Regions from separate parts of the Mus musculus genome. Here regions 1 and 3 are each linked to region 2. The links are chromatin contacts, called in public HiChIP or PLAC-seq and capture Hi-C maps. All regions are on one chromosome and are shown on one strand. Each heading gives the region's core, a stretch centred on a gene start, on an enhancer-like site or on the middle of the called end of the contact. The rest is flanking DNA. Distances are from core to core; before and after follow the strand shown.

The links. HiChIP or PLAC-seq counts read pairs in DNA pulled down with a chosen protein or histone mark. Capture Hi-C pulls out chosen DNA fragments and counts their contacts.
Region 1: a contact with region 2 is called in a capture Hi-C map of embryonic stem cells, with 2.9 times the contacts expected there. The contact joins the promoter of Jak1 here to the promoter of Cachd1 in region 2. A contact is called at or near these places in 5 of 484 Hi-C or Micro-C datasets (embryonic stem cells and uterus), 3 of 115 datasets of contacts at active chromatin or transcription factors (all in embryonic stem cells) and 2 of 9 other capture datasets (adipose tissue and embryonic stem cells).
Region 3: an H3K4me3 HiChIP or PLAC-seq map of neural progenitor cells shows a contact between it and region 2, with 14 times the contacts expected there. The contact joins the enhancer-like site here to the promoter of Cachd1 in region 2. A contact is called at or near these places in 4 of 39 promoter capture datasets (the 3T3-L1 cell line, frontonasal cranial neural crest, hippocampal neurons and 1 more), 1 of 15 datasets of contacts at CTCF or cohesin (the NIH/3T3 cell line), 22 of 484 Hi-C or Micro-C datasets (the C2C12 cell line, cerebellum, cerebral cortex and 16 more), 18 of 115 datasets of contacts at active chromatin or transcription factors (astrocytes, craniofacial prominence, differentiating embryonic stem cells and 11 more) and 1 of 9 other capture datasets (embryonic stem cells).

The regions. Positions count from the first base shown.
Region 1 is chr4:101,263,336-101,268,238 of GRCm38.p6, forward strand. Jak1 (Janus kinase 1) reads right to left here and starts at 1,947. Exons shown (of 25, transcript NM_146145.2): 1 at 1,707-1,947.
Region 2 is chr4:100,774,233-100,778,870 of GRCm38.p6, forward strand. It overlaps Cachd1 (cache domain containing 1), which reads left to right and starts at 2,447. Exons shown (of 27, transcript NM_198037.1): 1 at 2,447-3,136. The coding sequence starts at 2,897.
Region 3 is chr4:101,143,688-101,148,113 of GRCm38.p6, forward strand. All of the region lies in intron 11 of Raver2 (ribonucleoprotein, PTB-binding 2), which reads left to right. Among named protein-coding and RNA genes, the nearest start is that of Gm24468, 41 kb to the right of the region's middle. Within about 2 kb of position 2,459, at least 33 of the 459 cell types and tissues checked have an H3K27ac peak or open chromatin away from gene starts, as enhancers often do. A contact at or near this core is called in neural progenitor cells, stem cell-derived neural stem cells and stem cell-derived neurons, where this site is marked.

The DNA of each region.
Region 1 (4,903 bases), core at 697-3,196, 490 kb after region 2:
TAACACCTGCCTAAATTACAACAAAATAGAATATGTTAGGAAATGTATTTGCTATTGTACCAATACCTAATTTATTCTCTTTCTAACATCTTTTCCCAAAGCCAGTAAATTGTGTGCTGTGAAATGGGACTGAAACAGAACTAGCTGTATTCACTGTAAAGGATAACAAAAAAAATCTAAGCAACTCCCTCCCCTAAAAAGTACAGCAGTGTAGACAAACTGAAATACAGTTCAAGTTAATATGATACTAGAATTAAGTTATGATTACTATTTGTAATGTTCACACTCCCTCTAGGATGATGTATCTGTTTCTTTCTACATGATCTCAATCCATACAGAAGAGGCATTTATTCCATTTTATAAAGCATGTTATACCAGAACTGTCTAAATGCTGGCCTGCAGTCTCCATTAACCTTCACCATGATGCACAAGAGAACAAACCGATCACTCAATAAAAAAGTATCCCCTAGATGTTGGAAAACTGAAGCCAGGGATGAAATGACTTTGCACACAGGGCCCCAAGTCTAATTTTTTACCTGGTAACCACACATGATCTCTCAACTTGGGTACTACTGACTGACATTTTGAACAAGATCATAGTTGCTCCACATAGCCCCAAATTCCAGTACTTGGAAAACATCAGAGTCCCCACAAGCAAAAGCAATAGGCAACACAAAATGTGGTTTTTAGAAAGGGAAGGTATAAAAATTTAATCAATGCAAAATGTTCATTTAAAAAGAAAAAGAAAAAAGTTTTTTACACCACCCGTAACTCAAACATTTTCTTTTTAAACGGGGAAGGCAACACCCAAAGACTAGATAATTTTATCTGTCTCAGCATTCTACTTATTTAACGGCCCAAGTTTTTAATGCCTTCTTCCCTGAAAGAAGTAAAGGTAATTTTATACTACCGTAAATACCTGCGACTGAGCTCTATGACTGGGGAGGAATTTTAATAGCATGGATACTGATGTATCCAAGCAGAGGCAGAAGACAGGTCACAGCCATGAATTAAGACTATTAGGGCCCAGTCCTAGTTCCCGAGAAATCACAGAGGATACACCTCCGAAGGGGGCACACAGGCACCAGGAGATAACCACACCTCTGGTCTAGTCTCCCTAAAGAACTCCCTTCATAAACACTCATCATCCTAGGAGCCTGGGAGTGTCTCCAGAGGGGTGCCTACTGCTTCTGAGTCGACGGGGGCGTTCGTTCGCGCGGAACCGGAGCCAGGAGTTGGGGAGCCACAGACACTGGTCCCAGTTTCGATGAATCGGGTCCCTTCGGGTAGGACCTATAGTCGTCTCTCCCCATTCCCTTCACCCATGGCCCTCCATCATGCTACATTCCGGCAAGCTGCGGTTCGGAGTTCCCGGGGCGCGCCCCCACGCAGACCCAAACCCCAAAAGTCCCCCACCCCCGCAAGAGCTGACCAGGGGTGAACGCGGGCCACGACCCTCGGCGAGTCCTGCGGTCCGGGCTGTTGCGGCGCCAGAGGCCGTCGGCGCGCAGGCCGCGGGGCCATAAACAGGATGTCGGCGGAGCGGGCCGCTGTTAGCGGAGCGGCCCTCCCTCGCCTCCCGGCAGCCCCGCCGCCTGGAAATCCCCGCCCCGGCCGCCCTGGCCGCTCGGCCGCCCGGCTCCGCGCCCCTCTCACGGTCCCCGAGCTGGCCACGGCGGTCTCCACCTCCCCACCGGGACACTCACCACTTCCGTGTGCGCCGGGCCGCGCGGCTCCTTGGCGCAGGGTCGATCTGGGTCAGGAGTCTGGCAGGCAACTCAGCCTGCCGTGCAGGGTCCGGCGTGGACACCCGCGGCTAAGGAGAGGCACCGAAAGGACGAGCGAGGCTGGGCGCGGACCCCGCGGCGCGTCAGCGGCTGCCGGCTACTCCGCGGCTGCGGCGGCCTGCGCTCTAAAAACGCACCGGCGCCCCGCCCCTCCAACTCTGAACGATCACGCCCCTTGTACGGCCCAGCCCCCGTGACGTCAGAAGCTGCTCCTACAATTGGACAGAGCCAAGACCCAAGACTGAGGACCTTGGAGTCCCCGCCTGCCCAGGCTCGCACTCCAGCAAGTGTCTCCGCTCGCTTCCGCTTACCAAGTAGCTTGTGAGAATTGAACTCAAACTGGACATACTGGCACACTTCTTTAATCCCAACACTCCGGGAGGCAGAGACAGGTGGATCTCTGTGAAATGACCTGTCCCCCCACCCCGCCAAAAAAAAAAGAAAAAGAAAAAAAGAAGAGAAGAGAAGAGAAGAGGGGAGGGGAGGGGAGGGGAGGGGAGGGGAGGAGAGGGGAGGGGAGGGGAAGGGAGGAGAGGAGAGGAGCGATGAAATCACTCACGCAGGGAATAAGAATTTGCCCTCTGGAGCAACCTGTGCCCTTGGAGGCATTATCCGTGCCCTGTGTGTTTACATCTGCCCCATCCCAGCCACTCTAGAAGATGGTTCTGGAAAGACTTGCCTAGCAAGAACGAAAGTCACTTTGTCAGTTGTTGCGATAAAATATTTGACAAAAGTAATTTAAGGAAAAAAGAGTTTATTACCCTGTACAGTTGGAGCGAACACAGACCATCATGATGAGAAGTCGTGATGACAGAAACTTGAGGTGGAAAGTCACATTGCGCGCATGCTCAGGAAGAAGAGAGGATGAATTCTTGTGTTAGCTTTCTCCTGGGTATTAAATCCAGGACCACAGTCCATGGAATGGTTCTGCCCACAGATAAAGTGGATCTTATCTCCATTACCCTAATCTAGATAATCCTCAAGGGCACAGCCAAGGGGATAGACTAGTCTACAGAATCCCTGCGCAAAGCAAGTCTTCTAGGAGACCCTAATCTAGGTAATGTTGAAGGGCATGGCCAAGGGGTAACCTAATCTAAACAATCCCTCACAGGTATAGCTGATCTCCTAGGTGATTCTAATAGTCAAACTGACAATACTAACCATCATGAGGACTTAACCAGAAACAAAACCTCCGGCTTCCACGAGTTTCTTCAGGCCCAGCCTCTGTTCTGTGGTGTAAGAGCTCCAAAAGGAGCAGGGGAGAGAAACAAACTATGGAAAAGAGTAATAAGAATTAACATCCATTCCTACCTAATCTGTGTCCAGTGCTTTTGAGTTTTCATTATCATAATCTTTCACAGTAGGTTTGTTCAGTCTTATCCTATCCACAAAAACAAAATAAACAAACAAAACCCTGTAGCTCTCAGGTGTCTTCCATTCTGGCATCTTAAACTTGTGGGGTGTTTGCCAGAGAAGACCTGATCAGACATGGGCTTAAGCCTTTAGAAAGACTTTCTTAGCTGACCAGCAACTACAGTGGGTGTTCAGGATCCCAGTGTAGACCGGAGTCTTTCTCAGGGTGAGCTTGTAAGCACAAGAACCATGCCCTGGGTTGACATACTTCAGTTAACAAGAACAGTTAGCCAGACGCAGAGCTACAGATGCCAAAAAGCAAGGTTAGCACACTCAGAGACTTTCCCAGAACCATGGCCTTTGATGGATTGGGCCTTTGTTTTCATTTTTAGCAGGTGGTAGTGTCTACGTGGTGAGTTTTATACCCTGAATAGCACTTCCATCATGGAGTCCGTTGTGCTAAGGTCTAGGGCCCTGTTACAAACCTGTGGTTTTTTTCATGATTTAGTGTGGGGTGCTCACAAAATTGTCATTAAGTAAAAGGTTTCTAAAATGTGTAACAACCCGAAGATAATTTAAAAATCAAACATAATGAATCTGAGGTATTTCTAGCCATGCCTGCCCATTGTGTCCAACTATGTCATTGCAGCCTTGGTTCTGAACACACACTTGGACCTGTAAGGACTGTCACAACACACACTGCCAGCAAGCAACACCTGAAGCACTTTGGCTCAGATGCACCTGTTATGAATTGTACTGTCTGTGTGTCTGTCTGTCTGTCTCTCTATTACTATATATAGAAAGCTTGCTGTTCTTATAAAAACATTTGTTATGACGAAGACTTTCAGTAATATTTCTCCCCTTGTTGCACACCATGCATCCAACTGCATATGTTTGGATTGAATTCTGTTAAAATGATTTCTTAAATTTGCTGCTTACAGGCTGCTGGGATGGCAAGATTATCACCAGGCCTGACAATCTGGCTTAATCCCCAGAACCCACATCATGAACCAAAAGATCTGACCACCAAAAGTTGTCTTTTAACCTCCACATGTGTGACATTACACATGACTGCCCCCACCCACAAATAAATAAATGTTAAAATTAAATTAAATAAAAAATAAAAGTCCTGTTTCAGTTGCTCAAGTTTCACACACAGAAACCAAAGTTTATCTTGCTTTGAATTTCAATTAGGACAGGATTCCCAGCAATTTCTGAAATGACATAAACATACTTCTGTGACCTTGTGATATCAGTGCAAAGAGGGGTCCTTAGCACCAGTGGTGACACAGACAAACATCAGTCAACTCTGAAAGACATCGAAGGTGCTCCGAGTTTACAGCATCAAATATTCAGCTATTTAATTTGTTGTTTAAAAACAAGCAAGCACATCTGTTCTGATAAGTGTTTGTCAGCGTGATGCGAACTTCAGTAATCTACGAAGAAAGAACCTCAGTTGAGAAAACGCCGCCACCAGATTAGCCTGTAGGCAAGGGTGTGAAGCATTTTCTTGGTTGATGATTGATGCGAGGGGACCAGCCCTCTGTAGGCAAGACCCCTGTGCAGGTGGTCCTGGAAGTTATAAGAAAGCAGACTGAGGAAGCCATGAGGAGCAAGACAGTAAACAGTGCTCCTCAGTGTTCTCTGGTTCATTTCCTGCCTCTAGGTTCCTGCCTTGACTCTCCTCTGTAATGGATCCTAATCTGTAAGCTAAAATAACCGTTGCTCCCTCAAGTTGTCTTTAGTCAACGTTTTATCATAGC
Region 2 (4,638 bases), core at 1,197-3,696:
TTCTGCATTCACGAAGCCCACCCTAGTAAAACAAACATCATAAATAGCACAGGTAGTAGTAGATGATGGCCCTGCCAAGCTAGGGCTGTTACAGGTGCTGCCCAATGAAAACATGCTAAAAGGACAGAAACCATAGAAACGGGCAAAGAAAAAATTAGGGAAATGATCCCAGTGAGGTAAGATAGGCCCTCGGGATGCTTCTGAGAGAAGCTGCACAGGTGTGTATCCTGTGCTTGATGGAGATGGTAGAAGAGGGCAGAGGACAGAAGTCGGCCTTGGGTGTTGTCCTCAGTCACTCTCCACTTAAGGTTTTTTTTTGTGACAGGGTTTCTCACTGAGTCCAGAGCTCAGGTTGGCTAAGCTGGGTCCACACATCTCTGCTGTCCCTTCACCTACACCTTGTTACAGAGAAACACCATCATGCCTAGTATTTACTTGGGTGCTGGGATCAAAATTCATGTTCTCATGCTTGCACCTAGTAGGCATCTTATTAACTGAGTTCTTTCTTCAGCTCAGAAGCTCAGTTTTTATTACTAAGATTTTTTTTTTTTCTTTTTGAGACAGGGTTTCTCTGTATAGCCCTGGCTGTCATGGAACTCACTCTGTAGACCACCAGGTTGGCCTCACACTCAGAAATCTGCCTGTCTCTGCCTCCCAAGTGCTGAGATCAAAGGTTTGTGCCACCACTGCCTGGCTATGACTGAGTTCTTAAAAATCAAAGAGAGAAACTGGAAGGCGTTACTATCAAGTAAAGCAAAGAATAACTAGTTTTGTTTTCCTGCTCCGCCTCTGGTAGTTAACGTAGGCAAACCCTATAACCTGTTGTATTTGTTACTTTTCTATTGCCATGATAAGACATCATGACCAAGACGACTCATAAAATAAAATGTTTTATTTGGGGCTCATGGTTTCAGGGAGTTAGAATCCATGGCTATCATAGAGGGGATGTGGGGGGGGGGGCATGATGAAAGACAGGCATGTTTCTGGAGCAGTAGCTGAGAGTTCACGTGTCCAGACACAGTCCTGGGGCAGAGAGAGCTAACTGAGAATTTTTTTTTAAAGATTTGTTTATTTATTACACATAAGTACACTGTAGCTGTCTTCAGACACCCCAGAAGAGGGCATCAGATCTCATTATGGATGGTTGTGAGCCACCATGTGGTTGCTGGGATTTGAACTCTGAACCTTCGGAAGAACAGTCAGTGGTCTTAACCGCTAAGCCATCTCTCCAGAATGTTTTTTTTAAACCTCAAAGACCATCCCTAGTGGCACACTCCTCCAAAATGACCACACCTTCTAATTGTTCCCAAACAGCCCCAAATTGGGGACCAAGTACTCAAACATAAGAGTATGGTGGGGGGCATTCTCAGTTACCCCCTCCCCTCACATTTGCCTACCCATAGCTGTAGTTTCTAGGACTCTTGAAGCAGCACATTCATAGTCTATAGGAAAGTGAATGAATGCTTTATACAGGGACACTCGCCCTGCAGCACACACTTGTTTCTCTATGGTGGCTCTCAGAGAGCCTGATCCAGTACTCAGGAGCCATACCTGCCATGCTTATGAAAGCAGGAGGATGCTATGAGCTCAACTTCAGCTTTGTTTTCGTTTTTATTTTTTATTTGTTATTTTTGCCTGTAATGGAGTCAGATGGATTTATACACACAAACACAAAGAGAGAGGGCAGGAGGGAGGGAGGGAGGGAGGGAAGGAGGGAGGGAGGAGAGAGAGAGAGAGAGAGAGAGAGAGAGAGAGAGAGAGAGAGAGAGAGAAACATCCAGTGGAAGGTCAGAGCACAGGCCTGAAAGTAATACTTGTGCTTAAACTCTGGGTCAGTAGCTTATCCCTGGGTGACCTTCAGCTATTTGTTGCAACTCCCTAAGGCTCGGAGTTTGTTACCTGAAAATTCAGGATCAAGATACAACCTCTTAGCCTCGTCCTGGGATTAAAGGATAATGAGTCACACACACTGAATGTAGACCTCAGAGTATTGTGCTGGCCACATGATAGCTGGTTACAAACCAAGTCCGCTGTGCCCACGAGGGCGAGCTATTGTTACTAATAAAAAATGAGGAAAGGGAGTTAAAGCTCTAAAGACAGTTGCTCCCTTCCTAGGTCTGGGTCAGGCAGAAAGCCCGAGTTCTCGAACTTAAAAGGGACTTTGGGTGGTGGGTGGGTGGAACCTGTAACACTTGGGACCCGAGATCTCCTGCACGGGCCGAGTCAGGGGGTGGGGGCGGTCGCGTGGCCAGCTATGGGAAGGTCTCAAATGATCCCCTTCTCAGGCCAGAAGGGTCCTGTGCAAGCGAGGTCCCCCAGTATCCCGGGCCCCCAGCGTCCCAGGGCGTCGCCCCGTGCAAGGAGGGAGAGGAGGGGCGAGCGCGGGACTTTCCCCGCCTCCCTCCTCTTTCCATAAATCACCGCTGCAGCGGCAGCGGCGGAGCCGGGAAGTGTACGGAGCCGGAGCGCAGCGTGGTGGCACCAGACACCTCCCTTTTCCCCGCCGCTTTCTTTCCTTTCTCTTCTCTCACTTCGGTCTTTTAAACCTCCCTCTCCCTCCTCGCCGGGAGACCGCCCCGGTCGCCTCGCCGCGCCTACACTGGTGGCGCCGCCGCCGTCTCCGGGCTGCGCCGGGACTCGGGAAAGCGAAGGCGGCGCCGCTCCGCCGGTGCTCTCAGCCGCCCGCCCGGCCTGCGGGCGCCGCGGTCTTCGAGCCGCTGCCGCCGGGCGATGGTGGCCGCCCGCGCGCCCGCGCTGCAGCCGGGCGCCCCCTAAGTTTTCCAGCTACAGCCGCCGCGCCGTGGAGCCGAGAGCGCAGGAGACGAGGAAAGTTTGGCGGGCTGCGCCTCCCGCGGCCAGCGCCCGAATCCCGTCGGCGGGAGTGGCCGGAGGCGGCATGGCCCGCGAGCCGGAGGAAGAGGAGACCGTAAGGCCGGCCGCTGTGGTCCGCCGCTGTCCTCGCTGCCCTGGCTGGCCTGGGGCCCCGCGGCCGCCCCTTTGGCTGCTCTGCCTTGTGGCATGCTGGATCTTGGGCGCCGTGGCCGACGCCGACTTCTCCATCCTGGACGAGGCGCAAGTGCTGGCGAGCCAGATGCGGAGGCTGGCTGCCGAGGAGCTGGGGGTGGTCACCATGCAGGTAAGCGACCCCCTTCGCGCCGCCTCACTTGCAGCGCTCTCCCGCTGCGCAGAGCCCTGGGCCGCTGCACGGAGTGCCCAAGCGGGCTGTGGGACCTCTCGGTTCCTGCAGACTTCACCACATCCAGTGCTCTCTGTCCCGTGTACTCATTTGCCGCTGCCCTCTTCTGCAGAGCCTCTGCCCCGCACCCACTTTCCCCCTCTTCTCGGCCCCGGCTCCTTTCTTGTTGGCTGGGGATTCTCTGCTCTATCCGCGCTTCCTTCCCCAGTTTGCACTCTCTTCCTTCGCAGATTTGTTTTCACTCGTCACTCCTGCAAACTCCCCTTTCCTCTTTGTGTTCCCATCCCTAGGCAGCGGTCCCGCCCGGCTCGGGGCATTCTCCAAGGCTCCCCCACTCCACCCTCTTGAAACCTCCCAGCGTCCTGGAGACCAGGCGCACGAGTGGGCGAGGGAGCGAAGGTAGATTGTCCGCCTGGGCCGCAGGACTGTTGGGGTCCGGGCGGCCCAGCAACCGGGGCTCGCTCTCCCTGCCCTGCCGCTTTGGGGGAGGGGAGGGGCTGATCTGGCGGATCCCCCGCTCCAGTCCTTCTGGGGACTCTTTTTCTTTCCGCTCTTGCGGCCATTGGTCGCCTCTTGTCCGCTGTGTAATTTCTGGTTTGTGTGTGCCTTCGCTGGGAAGGGCAAGGTGAATAGGGTTTCCATTTTTTTCCCCCTGCGTCTTTTGGCCTTCCCTAGGGTTGTAGATTAATTGCCTTTGGCTGATAAGGATTTCTGACGATGCTACTAATAACCCACAGTTGTAAAAATTGCTAGACAGCAACCACCTGGAGATCCTATCGCGCCGTTATTCTCATCTTCTTGGCGAAGAAGGCCCACTCAATTAGGAACTGATGAGATGACACTCCGAGTACCAAGCCAGCGAAACAGCCTAGTGCTCCAGACAACTAACTCATTCCCGTAATAATGGTGGCGGGACTGGCCTTCGAAAGGCCGAAGTTTTCAGGAATGTGGTGTCAAAATAGGTTTCTGATTTCGAACCTAGAGTGACCATTCCACCTCCTACGGGCGAGATGTTTTGCTTCTCTTTGGGATTCAGGTTTCTGACGGCTTTCTTGAAAAAGAGAAAGAGAGAGAGAGAAAAGAAAAAGAGCCCAGAAACCTACTTCCACCCAGGCCCCCTAAGAGGCTGCATGCAGTATGCTTAAAACAAGTTTCACCTCGGCCCTAGCTTTTTTAAGGTGGAGAGATTGCTTTGCTGGGAGGGTAAATTTACATTTATTTGTAGAAATCCAGCCCGGACCTGCTGCGGAGGGGGATTTTCTTTATTTCCATGATAACAGCTACTCTTTTAAAATGCATTTTTCTATTGCTTCCTACTCTCGTCTTGATTTAGGTTCAGTTTTAATTTCTTCCATGTGCATTTTCTGGTTGCTGGCGCCCTGACCTAGGGATGGAGGGCTTTGGGAGGCAGTAAAATCATCTAGATTTGCTTTGCCTTGGTG
Region 3 (4,426 bases), core at 1,209-3,708, 370 kb after region 2:
CAGAATGGAGCAAGTGAAATAGGGATTTGAAGGTTTCTGCATTGTGCATGAATGTGCATCGCAATCTATAGGGTAGCCATTAACAGATAACAGCAGTTCACACAGCCAGGAGAACTGACTTTTCACAAGTTCAAAAGAAGCTACTGAACAGTAACAAAAGAGAGGGGTTTGTAGATTCATTTCCAGTCACCACATCATTTCATTTAAATGATCTTCAGTTTTCAACAACAACAGAAAAATCAATAGAACAGAAAGAGAGAGAGAGAGAGAGAGAGAGAGAGAGGGAGAGAGAGAGAGAGAGGAATCAGACAAGTCAGGAAATGTGGTGGTTTGAATAGCAGTGACCCTCATCGACTCATAGATTTGAATGCGTGGTCATTAGGGAGTGGCAGTACTTGACAATGATTAGGAGGTGTGGTCTTTTGGAGTAGGTGTGGCTTTGGGTTTCAATTGTTGAAGACAGGCCTCTTGTCTCTCTTCCTGCTGCCTGCCAAGCCAGATGTAGATCTCTCGGCACCATCTCTGCCATGTTGTTCCTCAGCACCGTCTCTGCCATGCTTCCTGCCATGATGACAAGGAACTAAACCTCTGACACTGTAAGCCAGCCCCAGTTAAATGTTTTCCTTTATAAAAGTTCCCATGGTCATGATGTCAACAATAGAACATTGACTAAGACACCGTGCACAGGGGAAGCAGGTAATACAAAATGCTCATAAGGTCTCCTGGGTGTTGGACTTAGGAGACGACGGTATAAAGAATTAAAGTGAGTCATATGTAAAGAACGACCTTGGGCAGTGTGGGAGCTGGGCCACACCAAGCAGGCTGTCAACATAATAAAAACTTCATTAAGGGACTGCAGCAGATGTCAGCAGGGATAAGAGTGACAAGCATGGAATGTAGGTCATATGAGATGACCCACACCAAGAAACTGGAAGGAAAAAGAGTCACAGCTATATGGGCAAAGGCATGGTGAACTGTCAGTAAAAGTTAGCATTCCTCAAACTAAGAGTTTGACTTGTAGATATGTGCTAAGAGAATTTGAATGTATCTACATACCAGTTTATACACTAATGTTTACGGTAAATTATCTCTAACAGCCAAAATGGAAAGGCCCAGTTGTCTACAAGTTAGCAAGCAAATGAGCAGCATGATGAACCACAAAAGCATGCTAAGTGAAGTAAGCCAAAGAGGCCACATGTATGATTCTGTTTATGTGCAGTGTTCAGAATAAGTAAATCTGTAGGGAAAGTCAGATGACTGCTCTGGGAGTGCAGAGGAAGAGTCAGCGGCTGTCGCTGGCAGTGCGGGGATACTCTGGGGTCAGACGGAGAGTCAGCGGCTGTCACTGGCAGTGCGGGGATACTCTGGGGTCAGACTGAGTCTTCCAGCTCTGTACATAGAAACAAACACTGGACTAACGATATGTTCAGTGTTTACTTGTTACTTATATGCATATGTGTTTGTGTCAGAGTATGTGCATGTAAGCAGGTGCCTGCAGAGGCAGGGAGGGTGAACCAGATTCTCTTGGAGCCGACCAGTGTGGGGCTAGGAGCGGACCTTACATTCTCTGTAAGAGCAGTATACACGCTTTTAACTGTTGAGCCATCCTGCCAGCCCTGGAGTGTGGTAGTTTAGAAACAAACCTTAGTTATCCTAAATAGAGGAAGCATATTTACTTAGTGTTCCTGAAGTTCCAAAGTGCGTACCGTAACCACGTTAACCCGGCGTGTTCCAATCTAGAGCTCCTTAGAAGCCAGTTTTAAGTGGCTACCTCCCCTCGTCCCTGGCTGTAGTTACTCAACACTGAGATGCAACTGATTTTAAGTAGCTACCTCCCCACGTCCCTGGCTATAGTTACTGTACTCAACACTGAGATGCAGCTGATTTTAAGTAGTTACCTCCCCACATCCCTGGCTATAGTTACTGTACTCAACACTGAGATGCAGCTGATTTTTCCCAAAATTACATGTCCTAGATATTTGAAGTGGACGATGAAAAATGAAGCCAGAAACAAATGGAGTTATTTTAAAGTCTAATAGCATTATTAGCTGAAAGATCTTTTTAATTTGGATAGCTATAGACAGTTTGATATTTCAGAGTCTGAGGTAAAGATGAACAGGTCTGTCTGCATCAGATGGGTGTTATACGTCCATGTTACAGGAGCCCATGAGCCAGCTTATTAAATATTTAATGCCCGAGTATAGCCTCTAACTACAATCTGACAAAACAATAGAATATTCCTTCCTGCCCCCTTTTATTGAAGTAGAAAAAGTACCTTTTCAGCATGGCGTAATCATTAGTTTCAGTAATATGAAGGATAATTTAGGAATCCCTTCACCGTTTTCCCTGACCATTAAACTGAGATTTGGGTTTTTCTTTCCACACTTGGCTTGGGGCAGCCGCCTGGCTCACTGGCAGGAGTCCTTTGCACTGCCAAGCCATAGTCTTGTGTTTCCCTGGTTACATGGATCTTTCCTGCTGGGAAGCTGGCCGTCCAACCCAGGGAATCGGCTACAGAATGTGTGATGAGTTAGGGTGGCCGCAAACCCAAAAATGAACTAAAAAGCAATGAAGCGTCTCGGTCTCTCCTTAGAGAGCCTAATGCTGCCATCTAGTGGGCAAACAGTGCAAGAGCACATCATGTTATGTGACACAGGACATTCCTTTGTACCATTAAATGAACTTAAGGTGTCTAACTTACACAGTTGTGGCCACTGAGACTTTCCGGGTGGTTTTCATTTTTGAAAAATGTGACACAGTGACTTGCCAGGTGAGTTTTGGGGGCAAATGTGAGTCTTATAGATACACAGTTGTCGGTGTCATACAGTCCCACAAGTAGGAACAGCCAGTGCAGAGATGCATGAGACAAACTTGGTACCTTGTTAAAGGAACAAAGGGAGGGAGAGCGCCCAGCAGGAGAGGCTGGGGCAAGATGGAAATGGAGAAGTCTCAGTGGGTGGGGACAGGGCAGACAGGTAGGACCTTGTTAGGTCCTTTGTGTACTTAGGATTTTATTCTAAGCTATGACTAAAGAACATAGGAAGGCCAGAACATAGGTTTAGGACCTGGAAAAATGGAATTGTCACTGGCTGAGATGGGTAGGAACGCGGGTAGAATGGGTTTTGGGGGGCTGGGAGGAGATTTAGTTTGCCTGGCTGGTCCCGTATGATGTTCATTGCTGATTGGCCATCTATCTCAGGAATCTGGATGTCAGGGAGAATGTTGTCACAAATTATGTGGGAGGTTGAGATGCCAAGGGTTGAGGGCCAGGAGTCCAGTAGTCATTGTCAACTCTCTGGATTTCTCATCTTCTTGGTGAGATAGCTGACTAGCTAAGAGTGAAGATGCCGGGCTCCCCCGCGGGAGGCTAGAGGGGAGTGGAAATTGTTGACATCATAACTACAGCACTCAGGAAGCCGCCTCCTCACATCGTGGTTCCAAAGATCAGAGCCCAGGAAGAATCATGATAGGCGGTTTCACCTCATCCTGAGGAGAATCCTGCTGAAGATGAATGTTTTCTGGAAAGGGCCCATCCTGGGGGGCGGGGGAGCGACGGCTCTTGGATGAGGCCTAGTGAAGTGTTGTGAAAGCAACCTGACGGGATGTTCTTGTGCTGGTGCAATTTCACCAAATCAGCAGGTTATACTTTGTGTGTGTGTGTGTGTGTGTGTGTGTCTGTCTGTCTGTCTGTGAGAGAGAGACAGAGACACACAGAGAGAGACTGCTTGTCAGTGTTTATACTGCATGGCTGCAGGTGACTATGGAGCCCAGCAGAGGGAGTCTAACTCTTGAATCTGGACATTGAGAAGGTGATGAGCTCCCTAGTGTGGTTGCTGGAACCTGAACCTGGTCCTCTGCAAGAGCAGCAAGTGTTTTCTTACCATGAAACCATCTCTCCAGCCCACAACTTTTAAATTGTTTTGTTTTGTTGAGACATGATCTTACCGTGTACCTTGGCTGGCCATAAATTCAGACATCCCTCTGCCTCTGCCTTCTAAAAGCTGGGATCCTTAACAGTGCTGGGACTTGAAGGTATCTGCCACCACACTCTGCTAGTAGCATGTTACATTCTAAATTCCCTGCTGTCCTGGGACAGCGTTTTGAACTTTAAATGTGCTACGGTGCAGAAAGTACCTGGGTGTGCTGCATCTGCAGGGCGAGCTACTGGCTCCCAAAGCTGCAGCTGGGTAGCATCACAGGGCTAGGGTGAGCTTTGTTTCAAGTGCATTTGAAATTTTTTAAAATGCTTATTTTGTGCACAGGGATGGAAGGGCACACGTCATGGCCTGCTTGTGGAGGTCAGAGGACTGTGTGGCCCCCAGAGGTAGAGCCCAGGACATGACTCTTGTTGCCAAGTGCCTTTCCTACCGACTCCTCTCCAGTAACTGAGGAAAGCCCTCAGATAGGAGTTTGGAGAGAGCCAAGT